Regions from separate parts of the Anas platyrhynchos genome. Here region 1 is linked to region 2. Evidence: chromatin contacts called from public Hi-C data. All regions are on one chromosome and are shown on one strand. The core of a region is the stretch at or near the end of the contact, and the rest is flanking DNA. Distances in the headings are between cores, read along the strand shown. Region 1 overlaps RUNX3 (RUNX family transcription factor 3). Region 2 has its middle 9.0 kb from the start of RUNX3.

What was found. A called contact is a pair of places that touch in the nucleus more often than the background predicts.
Region 1: a contact with region 2 is called in a Hi-C map of skeletal muscle, with 2.3 times the contacts expected there. The contact joins two enhancer-like sites. A contact is called at or near these places in 2 of 8 Hi-C or Micro-C datasets (skeletal muscle and subcutaneous adipose tissue).

Annotation. Positions count from the first base shown.
Region 1 is chr24:344,626-347,451 of IASCAAS_PekinDuck_T2T, reverse strand. The region is part of intron 5 of RUNX3 (RUNX family transcription factor 3); the gene reads right to left. Among named protein-coding and RNA genes, the nearest start is that of RUNX3, 49 kb to the right of the region's middle. Within about 2 kb of position 1,456, at least 4 of the 8 cell types and tissues checked have an H3K27ac peak or open chromatin away from gene starts, as enhancers often do.
Region 2 is chr24:286,189-289,292 of IASCAAS_PekinDuck_T2T, reverse strand. No RefSeq gene overlaps it. Among named protein-coding and RNA genes, the nearest start is that of RUNX3, 9.0 kb to the left of the region's middle. Within about 2 kb of position 1,287, at least 4 of the 8 cell types and tissues checked have an H3K27ac peak or open chromatin away from gene starts, as enhancers often do.

The sequences.
Region 1 (2,826 bases), core at 207-2,706, 58 kb before region 2:
CATCAACCCAGATACTACTCTCTACATCCCCATTTTAGAGATGTGGAGAACATGCAGTGGCTTATTCAGTAAGTCAGCAATAAACCTAAGCTTGTGTGTAAACTATACAAAACACACAAATACATATAGCATGTGGAACACAGAGAGAATAAAGGAAATTTAAAAGGAACTCGATAGTACAGAACTCTCTATGTATATAGAATATATAAATATCTGCAGCCTGGCCATATATCACCGTTTTATTTATATACATATACGTGCCTTGCAAAATTGTCATGAAAAATCTACCCCGGGGGAAAGAAACCTCCTTTCCTGTCTTATGCCATGATGATTGACAACAATGTAAACACTAATGATACTTTATGCTTATGTATATAATATGCATGCATATGCAAGACGGAGTGGGGACAGAAATTCTCTCTCTGTATATACCTTCTGCTATTCTTTCTCTACTAGTTTCTGTGATGCTTGGACCTCTAAGTTGTTTTCGGCATTTTTCTGACCTCTCTTCCTCTCTGCTTCCTTCCCCTGATCATAGCGGCTCCATCTGGGAGCATGAAGAGGCAGGTGGCCAAAGACGAAGAGAATCTGCTCTGTAAGGGAAGGTGCACAAGATGCATTCAATCTCTGAAGACCCAGCTCATCTCTAGAAAAGGCGCTGCTCTCCTCCCCACCCACGCACGCAGGCACGCTCTCACGCCTCTGTCACATATGTGAACAAGTTCATTCGTTTCACAGTCAGAGATAACTAAAAAAGAAACAGCCCCTTCCTCCTGCCCCACGAAAAATAGAGCAACATTTATTTTGGGGGAGGGGGAAGGTGTTGAAAAAAAATGAGGGTGTGAACAGCATCCGTTGTTACACACCCATGGAGCAATTGTTCTGTATCTGATATAACCGGCTCACGAACTGGGTGCTAGTACTTCCTCTGCAGAGCCTGAAAAAAAAACCCAAACCAAAACACAACAACACACATGTCGCTTATCACAGCATCGCCAAGCACCACCTCAAGATCGCCGAGCACGTTTGCTACTCAGTTTTCTCATTCTCTTCAAATACAGTGTGCTGCTGTGCAGACAGACCCAGCCCCCAAACCTACCGCAGGAGCATCACAAACCAGCCAACGATGCTCTCCTCGGTCCTCCCCTGGCACTTCCAGTTGGGCCCCAAATACGCTGGGCAGCAGCCCCCAGGCTCTGCAGGAGAGCAGGGCTGGAGGCAGGGCTGCCCCGGGTGCTCCTGGCTCACTGACCCCCACACCGCATCGCAGCCTCCTCGGCAAAGCCTTCAAGGTCCATGCTTTTACCCTGTCCCAGACATTCCTTGCACCCATCCTGCCCTTCTGGGGAGGACCCCACTTCTAACGCTTCAGGGCCAGTTCAGCCCCATCTCCTGTGCCAGCACTGTCCTTCATAGCTTACATTAGCTCTTCTCCCTCCCTGATGTTTATGCCCTGGATGTATTTACACAGAGCAATCAGCTCCGTTCCCAGCCTGCCTTTTGCTAGACTAAACAAGCCACGCTCTTCCAGCTTCCCCTCCCACCAGGCCCCTCACTTCTCCTCACCATCCCCGAGCCCGGCTCTGCCCCACGCCCTGCCCGGCACGCGCTGCCTCAGCCTCAGTCCCCGCTGCTGGGTCCCGCACGGACGAGGAGCGAGCTAACGGTGCTAACTGCGCGGGTGGGCGGGCTGCACAGGGAGCGCTGCCTTACTGCAGGCACTGCCTCCGGCCTGCCCGCGCTTTGCTCTTTACCTGTATTCAAAGGGTATTAAAAAAATTAACAAGCCCTGACTACATAAAAGGAAGTAGCTGAATTTACAACCCAGCCTGCAGCTAGACCACCTTGCCTGCTGAGCAGGTTCGGGCCAGGCCGGCCTGCCATGGGAAACCCACTGCAGCTCGGCAGCGGTGGGCGAGAGGCGCCCGGGTGCCCGCCCTGCTCCACCGCTCCCGCGCCGCAGCCCAGCCGGGTGCTGCCCCTGCGGGGCTCGGTGCAGCCTGAACCCCTGCTGGAGGCAGGGCAGCTGCCCTGGAGCCCAGGGCAAGGCCGGCTGGTCCTGCTGCACACCTGCCTTCCATTTCCACCAGCAGCACCTCAGCTCCGGACCAGTGCTGGCCTGTGTTTCATCTTTGACCATTACCTGACAAATTCATTTAAGGAATAGCCATTGCACAGCGGGCAAATGCAATTGAGAGGAGGAGAAAAGCAGTTTGAAGACAGGCACAGAAGCATTCAGAGGCTGAGAGGAGGCAGGAAACCCATCTTAAGCATGTTCCTTCCTTTGAGGCTGAAGCTGAATCCCACAATATGTTTTCTTCCCACTAATGCTTGCCTAGCTTCCTTTGGAAACAATTTAGCCTCTGCCCATGGTAGAATGTTTTTATCCATTAAGAAACGGATATTTTAAAGAAACCATAAGTCGATCTGGACAGGGATTAGGAAGCAGCAATTCAGGGTATTTGCTGGGCCCATAATTCAGGACTTAACCTCAGAGCAGCCACGTTGCATTTCGGAAACAATAGGGCACTTGCTGCCTATGCCAAGAGGCTTCTTAAAAGAAATATAATACTTCTAAAATGTATATTTAAAAAGAAAAGGAGAGAGAGAGATTTTATTTTAAATGCATATGGTGAAGCATTCTGCTGATGACTGGCCTATGTTAAAAACGTTGCACTGGCTTTAAGTAATGGATTGCAAATGAAACTGGTTAAAGCTGAGCTGTTTCCAGATCAGGAGATCTGAAAGCTCTTCACCAGCACAATGTCTCCAAAACCGTTTAGCAGACACTAAGGCTGGGAGAAGCAAAAGGATGCAGCGTTTACT
Region 2 (3,104 bases), core at 38-2,537:
GAAACTGCTCTGAGATTGAAGTTCTGAATTCTTGTAATTTGTTCTGAATCATTTTCAAATAGCCTCTGCAGGTGACTCAACCTGGGAGGAAAAAGAATAAAAATCACAAAACCACATTTCATTCATGTTTGAGATGCACCAGCAGTCTGGGGAACAGGGCATAGATGGTTTCGTGCTGCCAACAGCTCTCGGCAGCAGGCAATGAGCAGCGGGTAACTCCAGCACTGAGCCAGGGCAGAGGCAGCAAACAGGCACTGGATTCTTGCTCCAGGTTCAAGAATGCATCCCAAATGCTTCTACTACTAGAAATGAAGGGCGGAGAAGTTTCCAACACTGAAGAAACCTCTCCTGCAGAGGCAGGGAGGCATTTCTGTAGCAGCACACAGGGATGTCCCTTGACCACAGCTGGTCACGTTGCTAACGTGCAGGGTGTGGGTCTGGCCATGAGCAGGGGCACTCCCAGAAGAATGGATTGTCCTCGTCCAGGAAAAATGCTCCTGGGCATTACTGAGAGCTGCAGGAGAAAATATAACAGTCCAAACCCAACAAAATGGATCAGAAAGGGGGAAAAAATAAAACAAGGTCTGCATTTGGTTTGGGAGGAAATGCTTCATTTCAGGCTCAAATTTTTCTCACGTTTTAATTTAGAAAGTAAAACCTTATCGTACTGAATCTACTTCCCCTCAGGATGTCTCTCCAAGTTAGAGAGAAATCCAAACCCTTCACTGCAAGCACTTTGTGCTTTGCTTGCAGTGTCCCCTTGGCAGGGACGGACGAGCAAACCCGGTGGCACGTCAGGGGTGCTGCAGCGGGATTTTGGGGGCACTGTCGAAGAGGTTCAGGGACCCGGCACCATGCAAGCACAGGGACCGTGGCTTGGGCTCTGCACGGCTTGAAAGGATTTGAAACCCGGCAGTCTGCGCTGCCCGCAGACACTTTTGAACTTAGCAGGAACCCTGTGGTGACACATAGACATGGGCCAGAAGTCACCTTATCTGTGACCCAGATAACTGCTGCACAGGGGCCGGCTGGGACTCAGGCTCACGCCCGCTGCGTCTGCTCCCCGGCAAGAGCCAGGCTGACCCCGACAGGCTGTAAATGCAGTTGCTGTGATGAGGAGGGCTGCAGGGAGCCCCAGCCCTCGCCGGAGGCATCTCTCCGGGGAGGCACTGGTGTTGAGCAGCCAGGTTGGCTCGGGGATGGCTTTTCACCATTTCTGCCCCCAAACCGGGCCACGGTGAGGGCAGCAGAGAGGCTGCTGCAGGACAGGGAGCATCCCCAGGACAGGCCCAGGCTGCACACAGGACCCCGGGGCTGGGCCTCCTCAATGCGGGCGCCCCCCTCACTGTCGCCTGCCATCACTCACAGCCAGGAGGAAGTGGAGGAGGGCATTTCCCCCCCCAGCAGACAGAGCCACTGCATGAAGTCATGAAATCGCCTTTTCTCAGCGATGCAGCAGACACAACACGCAGCAGCTTCCGGCGCCGGGGGGGCTGTGGCGCAGCAGCTCACGCACCCTGGCCACGGCTGCGCTCCCCAAGCAGAAGTCTGTGCTGCGCTGGGGAAGTCGCTTGTGGCCGGTGGCCCCAGGGCTGTTTGCAGCCCCTGCTGTGCTGGTCCGGCTGCAAGGGGGCAGCAGGAGGGGAAGGAGATGTGACTTCCAGTGCCCCTCCACCTGCAGCTCTCTGGGGTTGAAGAAAAGCCAGCACTGCAAACCCCACAAGGGGTTTTTCTTTCTTTCTAGTGAGAATTTATGCTCAATTACCGTCTCTCAGCACTTTGCTCCTCTCTTCCCCAGCACGTAGCAGGGCTGTGAAGGTGCCACAGGCAGCAAGAGCCTGGTGGGGGTGGTGGCCATGGGGAGGGGAACCCCAACCCACTGCGCTGCTCCAAGACCACAGGTCCAACGTGCTGCGCTGCTCTGCAGGCAGAGGGAAAGAACAAAACCCAAATCAGCCCTGTCTTGGAAACAGAAAACAAACAAACAAACAAACAAACCAAAAAAAAACAAACAAAAAAAAAAAAAACAAAAACAAAAACAAACAAACAAAAAAACACTACTACAAAACAAGGTAACAAAACCAAAGCAGAAATGAGAGTTTTTTATGGTTTACATACTGAGAGGCACACCAAGCCTGGGCACTCTGCTTACAGTGCTGCACTGCCAGAGCTGGCAGGGGGAAGGGTGGGCACTGGGGGCCACCTCTGCTGCCAGCCCCCGGGCCCTGGCAGGGCCAGCCATGCCACTGAAGTGAGGACAAACTCGCTGCTTTCTGAGTCCAAGTGAAGCAGTTCTGGGCACACACTGCTAGACCACAGCCAGGGCCACCCCCAGTCTCCTGCTCTCTCAGGACCAGTCCCAGTCGGGGTGATGCGAGCCTCCCTGCAAGTAGGATCTCCCCCTCAGCAAACACGAGCAGCCTCCCCAGGCAGAGAGCTGGGGCCCGAGCCCCATGCAATGGGCTCACACGGGTAGCTGCAGGCACTGCAGCACAAACACCTTAGGAATAATTTACCAAGAAAACCCCTATCTCATAAGCACTTCAAACCATGACTAGTGCATTTCCTTCATTACCAGCCCCAAACTTCATTAGGAATTACTTATTAAATGGGGATCTAACCTTTCTCCCGTCTGGTAGCAGATAACGAGTGTTTCATTAAGTCGTCGTGAGCGACCAGCAGCTAATGCAAGCTGCATCCGCTGGATCCGAGGGCTCTGTACTTCATTAGCGAGGGATTGTTATGCCATTTATAATTAAGTGTTCTATGCTTCGAAATACGGCGCAGCAAGCAGTGGCAGCAGTCATGGCGCAGGCAGATGGGACTGGAGAAGTGTCCTGCAGTGGACACATGCTGCAAGCGCCGCAGCGCCTGCAGGTGGAGGCAGTGCAGCCACAGCTTGTGTTGCTGCCAGGCAGCGGGGCTCTGCGACACGGCTGAAAGCAGGGGCTGTGCTCTTCCTCACGCTGCTGCCAGGGGGATTTCAAGTGTGCCACATTTTGCTGTCCCACTGACTTTGGGTGGAAGATGGCTAACATGAGCAAGGGAAGTGATGGGATTGGATTCTCACTGGGAAGGTTTCAGGTGAAATTTCTAGCGTGAAA